Linked DNA regions of Rattus norvegicus: region 1 is linked to region 2. The links are chromatin contacts, called in public HiChIP or PLAC-seq maps. All regions are on one chromosome and are shown on one strand. Each heading gives the region's core, a stretch centred on a gene start, on an enhancer-like site or on the middle of the called end of the contact. The rest is flanking DNA. Distances are from core to core; before and after follow the strand shown.

Evidence for each region. HiChIP or PLAC-seq counts read pairs in DNA pulled down with a chosen protein or histone mark.
Region 1: a contact with region 2 is called in an H3K27ac HiChIP or PLAC-seq map of oligodendrocytes, with 2.1 times the contacts expected there. The contact joins the promoter of Tbrg4 here to the promoter of Ccm2 in region 2. A contact is called at or near these places in 1 of 12 Hi-C or Micro-C datasets (liver) and 1 of 1 datasets of contacts at active chromatin or transcription factors (oligodendrocytes).

The regions. Positions count from the first base shown.
Region 1 is chr14:85,701,112-85,704,957 of GRCr8, reverse strand. Tbrg4 (transforming growth factor beta regulator 4) reads left to right here and starts at 2,229. Exons shown (of 10, transcript NM_001012154.1): 1 at 2,229-2,681; 2 at 3,130-3,453. The coding sequence starts at 2,277. It overlaps Snora5c (small nucleolar RNA, H/ACA box 5C), which reads left to right and starts at 3,689; the gene lies at 3,689-3,825.
Region 2 is chr14:85,630,908-85,634,548 of GRCr8, reverse strand. Ccm2 (CCM2 scaffold protein) reads right to left here and starts at 2,096. Exons shown (of 10, transcript NM_001126275.1): 1 at 2,033-2,096. The coding sequence starts at 2,062.

The sequences.
Region 1 (3,846 bases), core at 980-3,479, 70 kb before region 2:
AGGCCCAAGGGAATGGGGCAGGACGGACGGACATTAGAGTCGCTACCCAAACACCGCACAAGTAGGAGATTCTGGCCCGACGTACCCTGCCTTCCAGAATTCACCTTCTCCCTTCCGTCTAAGTTTCCCACTACGAGCCTCTCACCAAGCTTCCCAATACCGGAAGGCTGGGCTCAGCAAAGATGGCGCCTGCCCGGAAAGGGCGGAGGGCGTGGCCTCCGTCCGAGAGCACTTGACTACCTAGCTTCCGGCGGCGCGCCAGTGACGTAGTGAGCGCGCCGGGCCGCGTGGAGGCGGTACGGCTGATGGAGGTCAGTGAGGGTGATCGCTGCACCCGTCTGGCGTCATGGAGAGACTGGGTTTCTAAGCGTAGGTATCCGAGACGGGAAGGGTGGCTAGGAAGGGCAACAGTTAGTAAGAACCGGCGGGGCTATTGTGGGGAGAGCCAGGAAAGGGGCTTTTGACACTGCGACCCAAGGGCGCTGGCCGGTTGCAAATTCGTTTCCGGCCTGCGATTGTGCACGCGCCCCTCGGCCCGCGTTGGACGAGGCCTAGCCGAGGAAGCTACGCTACCTGCAGTGACTCTTGGCGTCCCCTGCCAGTCGCTTTTCGTGTCTCTGCATTTTAGGTTTCAGGGTTGATGCTTACTTAATCGCAGGTTTGGCTTAAATTGCTTTAAAGTTGTCTTGAAAATCGATAATGTTTGCCAGCGCTTCTTTACTGTCGGGTTCAGTAAATGATGGATATTGGGGTTTGGGCAGATGCCCCCCTTCTGAGCCATATTTTGTTTCCTTTTAAGTATAATTAAGCCAATCTTTTTCCCACTGCAGTAATGTGCTCATGTAACAATAAAATAAGCTAGCCATACACCCGGTTCCCGGAAGCAGGAAAAAATTTTAAGGCGCTTTCTGCTTTGGTTTAAGCAAAGTCCAAGTAACTTGTCCCACCTGGTTCCTGTCTCTTCTTAGGGAACAAGACTGGCAGAATCGTTGAAAGGAGCGTCATGTGGATATGTAGCATCTCGAAGAAGGTAACATTTTGCAGGACTTAGAAAAAGGAAGTGTGTTTTGCCATACCCTGTGGTTGGCAGGGAACTGTGGGATAAAAGTGCAAAGAGTAATTGAAATGGAGCCTGTACGGTAGGGATTGGGTTAAAATTGGCAAGATGGTGACTCTGGGTGGTGTTAGGGCTTGTTTGCCATCGATTTTTGCTTTTAAGGGTGCTGGGGTGTGGCTCAGTCGGAATTGCTTGCCTAGCTCAAATGAAGACCTAGATTTGATCCTTAGCAGGGCATAAAACCAGGAGTGGTTGGATAGCTATAATCTTAGCACTCGGAGGTGGAGGCAAGAGGAGTTAAAAGTTCAAGGTCATTCTTAGCTACATAAAGTAATTGTAGTCTTTTTTTTTTTTTTTAACTAAGTAAATTTTTTTTTCTTTATTTGTATGTCTGTGTATGTGAGCCCAGAGAGAGTCAGATCCCTGGAGCTGGAGTTACAGACAGTTGTGAGTCACTTGATGGGGTGCTAGGGACTGAATTTTGGTTATCTGGAAGAACGGCAAATACAATTAACTGCTGAGCCATCTCTACCCCCTCCCACCAGAGAGAGAGAATCCAAAAGTTAAGAAAGGGTGACTTTTTTCAGGTTGTTCAGTGAGGCAGCCTACTGCATTTAGAGAGTCTCACTCCCGTGTCAGCAGTGTTCCATGTTTTCCCAGAAGTTTCAGGAACGTGAGTTATAGATCCTAAGTTTCCCCAAATCATTCTGACTTAGAATATTTAAGCCAGTCGTTTTTTGATCCTGGATACCTTTGAAATTAGAAACAAAATAACCTAGTACTGTGTAAGGTGCATGTGCCCAGATTTGCATCATGGAAGCCTTGAGGAGGACCTGGGGAGTTTGAAAGTGCAGCTAGGCCTGGTGCCTCCCAGGCCGAGTGCTGAGCGGTGATACCTGACCACTGTCCTGAAGCAGAAGTTCCTAGGACTTCTGCTTCAGAAAGTGCTCTTTCACATGTAATGGGTGTTAAAACAGGAAAGACTGAGACCAGTTGTTTAAAATTGCCATATCTTGGGTTGGGGATTTAGCTCAGTGGTAGAGCGCTTGCCTAGGAAGCGCAAGGCCCTGGGTTCGGTCCCCAGCTCCGAAAAAAAAGAACCAAAAAAAAAAAATTGCCATATCTTCTAAGTTCATGTAATACTCCCTTTTCTTTTCAGGACTTTGGAATCACTTACTAGGAGTCTTAACCTCCCTCCCTCTTCCCTGTGCCCACCATCATGGCAGTTCGCCTGATGAAGCAGTGCACATGCCTACTTAGAGAAGCCACCCGCCTAGTTCCTACCGTTGCTCCAGTTGGCCGACTGAGACTTGCTGGGGTGGCCTGTAAGACTTTGACTTCCTCCGTCAGTTCCCCCTCTTCAGGTTCCTTGACGGAGTTGTTGGGAAAAGAGCAGGTGTTTACTCCCTACCCAGAGCACCAAGAGGTGGACTACCTCATTGAGAAAGCCACCAGGCCAGAGGAGCTGCTGGAACTGCTAGGTGGTGATCATAGTCTGCACCACAATCATGCAGCCCTCATTCTCATCCGGCTGTCCTACCTGCTGTCTGAGAAGCCAAAGGAAAAGGCCTTGCTTGTAGAGGATGCTCGCTTTCAGCAACTTGTCAGGCTAGTTGACAGTCAGGTGAGCAGTTACCGTGTACATGGGGAGAAAGTAGCCACTGATGACTGACAGCTATAGACAGGGCTCCTAGCATTTGGGCTGGGGTAGGAGGTTGGTTTTTGAAGACAGAATTTCTCTGTGTAACCCTGGCTGTCCTAGAACTCACTTTGTAGACCAGGCTGGCCACAAATTCACAGAAATCCACCTTCCTCTGCCTCCGGAGTGTTGAGATTGAAAGTGTACACTGCCATCCCCGGTCCTTCTCTAGACATTTCTTATTCTAGTTTTCAAGAACATGGCTGTGCTTCCTATTAGTCCTCTCAGGAGGCACTAGTGTGTCCAGGAGCCGCTAGCTGAGCCTCCAGGACCTCAGACGTGCTCAGCTAGCGGGTCCTGCGAGGCTAGGGTAGGAGGAGCTGCTAAATACCTGTGGGGCTGGCTTCGTACTGACCTGTCCTCCTTGGTGCAGATAACTTCTGTCTGGCATGGGACCCTCGTGAAGCTGCTGCGAAGTCTGTACACACTAGTGCTTCCTCAGGGCTCCAAGGAGCTGCGGTCCGTGGAACAGGAAGTACGCTGGCGTCTGCGGAGGCTAAAGTATAAGCACTTGGTCTTCCTGGCTGAGTCCTGTGCCCCCTTCATGAAAGAGCAGCACTCAAAGGAGCTGCTGGCTGAGCTGCTAAGGCACCTGGAGAGGCGCTGGACAGAGATCAGCGACAGCCGCACATTGGTGTCCATGATGACCATGGCAGGGCACTTGTCAGAGTCACTGATGAACCGCTTGGAAGACAAGGTATGGGGCTGAGAACAGGCCTCCTGTGCACTTGGGGCCTGTTCCTTGGGTGAAGGGAAATGGGATTGGAGCCCTGAAAGCCGCTCGGTCTCAGGCATCTCGTGGGAAAGGGTGAGTGTGGCGGGCAGCTTCTGAAGTTAACACAGGGGTCCTGGTTAGGCCCGAGCTGTCTCATGCACAGCTTGGCTACTAGCTAGAACAGATGGCTCTGTCCACTCCTTCCATGTTACTCCGCTGCAGTCAAGTCAAATTCAGTTCCTATCCTCTCATGATGGGAGCTGGCCCAAATGACTGCGACAGCAAACTCTGCTGCTCATGGGCCCTGTGTCCCCAGCCCTTGGGACCTAGGGATAAGTTTGGTTGCAGACATTGCACTCCAGGCCTAGGAGTCCC
Region 2 (3,641 bases), core at 847-3,346:
CCGGTGGGAGATGGGATGAATTCATTAAATGTTTGTAACGAGTGCCTCTTGTTAACTGACTATTATGAAAAACACTTAAATTCCTAAGCTGGAAGGAGATACTACATATTAAACAGCACGTTGGGGCTGGAGAGATGGCTCAGCGGTTAAGAGCACTGACTGCTCTTCCAGAAATCCTGAGTTCAATTCCCAGCAACCACATGGTGGCTCACAACCATCTGAAATGGGATCTGATGCCCTCTTCTGGCGTGTCTGAAAACAGCAACAGTGTGCTCATATATAATAAATTAATCTTTAAAAAAACCAAAAAACAAAAACAGCATGTTAAGGAGTCAGGTGTAGTGACACAGCTTTTAACCCAATACTGAAGAGGCAGGATCTCAGTGAGTTCAAGGCCAGCCTGAGCCAGATATCTAGATATAGAGTTGCAGGACAGCCAGGGCAACATAACAAAGAAACCCTATCTCAAAGACAAACAAACAAACACGTGAAGAAGGTTCTGCCAGCTCCTGATCAGAAGATACCTGGTAAACTATGTTAAGTCATGGCCTACATAGAAATTCAGGTCCCAAAGGCTGTCTCACATGCTTACAGGGAACAAACTAAAGCAGGTGGCAGACTGCCTACAACTGCTAGCACAGATCCCGACACAACCCATTATCTCCTTTAATAGAGACAATGAAATTAATCATTGCCTTAGTCTGTACTTCTGTTTTTTTCACAGCATGTAACTGTTAAGTTCTTCTCGCTACTGATTTGAAAGCTCAGGGGAAAGTCTTAATGCACCGCTCTGCTCCTCTGCTTTCTATCTGAACTTGTATGATATACAAATCAACAAAAAACAGCCAGGCAATTTGTCCCAAACAAGAATGTGGGCCAGGTGTCTTACAGAGCACTAAGAGTGTGCTGCAAATACAATGACTAGTCTCCAGGGATGTAGGCTACTAGCATTGCAAAGACCGGCTGGCACAGTTCAGCCTCATCCACACTTGGGCCAGGTCCTTCCTAAACAGCACTCCTCTTTTCTAGCTAAATCCTTTTACAATGCTCAAACCCCCCTTTTCTATACTTGTAACCATCTCCGGAGGTAACAAGTTGATAGGACATCCAAACAGCCAAGTGCAAGTTTCTGTCTTAAAACAAAAGAAAAGTGGGGGCAGCGCCGCCGCTGGCCTGGACTCCCTGAAGGCCACCTGGCCACACTCTATTTCAAGTAAGACTTTCTGAAAAATGGGACACTTCCTAAAGCAAGGTGAGGAGTGGTGTGGCCAATTAAAGGCTACAAGGAGGCCGGGTGGTTAACTGAGCCAGGACATCAAAGTCTGTGTTAAACTTGTCCACAAGGTGCACACATTTATCAAAATGAAAATGACAGGCAAACATTAAGATTGCAAAGCATTTATTTGAAAGGGATACATTTTATCAAACCCCAGTTTTCGCTTTAAAAACAGTTAAAGCAGTTTATCCCCACATGGTCTTCCCAGGATCCTTAAAATGTTCTTTATCAACTACTCAAGCCTGTAATTAAAGCCACATTTTTTAAACTACAGAAACGAAGGAGCCTCTTGAACCATGTCCTAAATCTTACTGCCAAACATAACGTCACTAAAATCGCTCAGTGGTATTAAATACGAGCGACAGTCGACGAGCGAACCCGCCGAGAAGCTAAGTCCATCTTTGCTTTTACTGGACATCCAAAAACAAAGCCAAGTGGGCAGTAAAAGCCTCGCCGGTCGCGGCACAGCCCAGTGGTCCAAGTTCCAGCCCAGGCCACCTTCTGGCCCCTCGCTGGGCCCACTTCCTTTGTGGCCCCAGCCCGTCGCGCGGGGAAGGCGGGCCCCCTGACAGGCCGTCTGGAGCAGGCCGGGGGCGAGCAGCAAAAGGGACCCCCCTACCGGAAAGGCGCGGCACTTCCTCCGGGAGCCGCAGGCCCACCTGACCACTGTCCCTGCCCGCTCCGCCGCCCGCCCACCCCGAGGGACCCCCACCCCACGCCCCGGCCCGGCGGGAGGACGCGCCGGTGAGCGCTCACCTTCTTGCCCTTCTTGCCCTCCTCCTCCATGTCGCCGCGTGCGGCCCCCGCGGCCCGCCCCGGGAGCCCCACCGCCAGCGGCCGCTACATGCTCGCTCTGGGCCCGCCACCCCCGCGCTCACCGCGCCGCCGGCCCGCCCGCAGTCTCCGCCCCGGCCGCGCCCCACCCGCACTTCCGGACCTAGGGAGCCAGCCCACCGCAGAGACCCCGCCCCCTCATGCCCCGCCCACAGCCTCCGCGCTCCCGCACTTCCGCCCAGAGAAAACCGCTGGGCCCAAGGAGGGCGCTTCCTTACAGGGCAAAGGCTCTCCCGAATGCCCCTGAGGAGATCCCGGTTCATTCCGGACCCCTCCACGCCTCCTCAGGGCCTATGGAGTACGTCTGCCTACCCTCCAGTCCTTCCCATCCCCTCTGGAAAGACGCCCCAATACCCCCCAGCTCGCCCGAACCCTTCAGGGCCGCGCGGGAGTGGATCCAACTTTTCAATTCTGCCGCCATCTTTAGGGAGGCCGATTTCCCAGCCTGCCTCGCGATCTGGGAGGCGGGCCTCAAGCCCCTGGGAAGGGACAGAGCCAGTCTCCAACCCAGGTTCTGGGCGCCCTGCCACTTGGCATTTCTTGCTTTTTACTCTGAGCCACAAGGAAACCCTTTTTTCTAGTAACTTTCTGTTCTGGCTGGGCGTGGCAGCGCACTTCTATGTAATCCTAGCACCTGGCTGGGCTGGTAGAAACAGGAAAATGAGTTCAAGATCAACCGTAGCTGTCAATAGAACCTCCTTGGTAGTGTATACAACGTTTGTGTACATACATACATACATACATACATACATACATACATACATACATACATACATACATACATACATACATACATGCGCATGTATCTATATGAAGGTGTTAGAACTCCTGGAGCAGGGTTGGGGATTTGGCTCAGTGGTAGAGCGCTTGCCTAGCAAGCGCAAGGCCCTGGGTTCGGTCCCCAGCTCCGAAAAAGAATAGAAAAAAAAAAAAAAAAAAAAAAAACCTCCTGGAGCTGTAGTTACAGACGGTGATAAGCTGCCATGTGGGTGACAGAAATTGACCCCAGGTCCTTCGGAAGAGCAGTCAGCACTCTTAACCACTGAGCCATCTCTCCAGCCCCAACGTAATAGATCTTAACAATCATCGTATGCAGTTACTACATTCACAGAACAATTTCAGAGGATCAGGTGATTTTATTTTTTTTCAAAAGCATGCTGCAAGTTGGCATCCCAACAGGTCCCTTTTGCTGTTATGCCGACCCACAGTAAGGACTTTACTGATCCTAAATTAATACTAAACTGGGCCATGGTGGCACATGTATTTAATTCCAACACTTGGGAGGCAGAAGCAGGCAGATCTCTTGACTTCAAGACCAAACTGGTCTACAGAGTGAGTTCCAGGACAGCCAAGGCTATACAAAGAAACTGTGTCTCAAAAGAAAAAAAAAACTAAATTAAGCCAATATTTATTTTAGAATACTAAGTATCCTGCTAAGTGTAGTATGTTCTCTCAGGGCCACATGCACATCTTTACAAGAGGAAGCCATGCCCTCAAAGAAATATGATTCCTCCCCTTCCAGTTCACAATT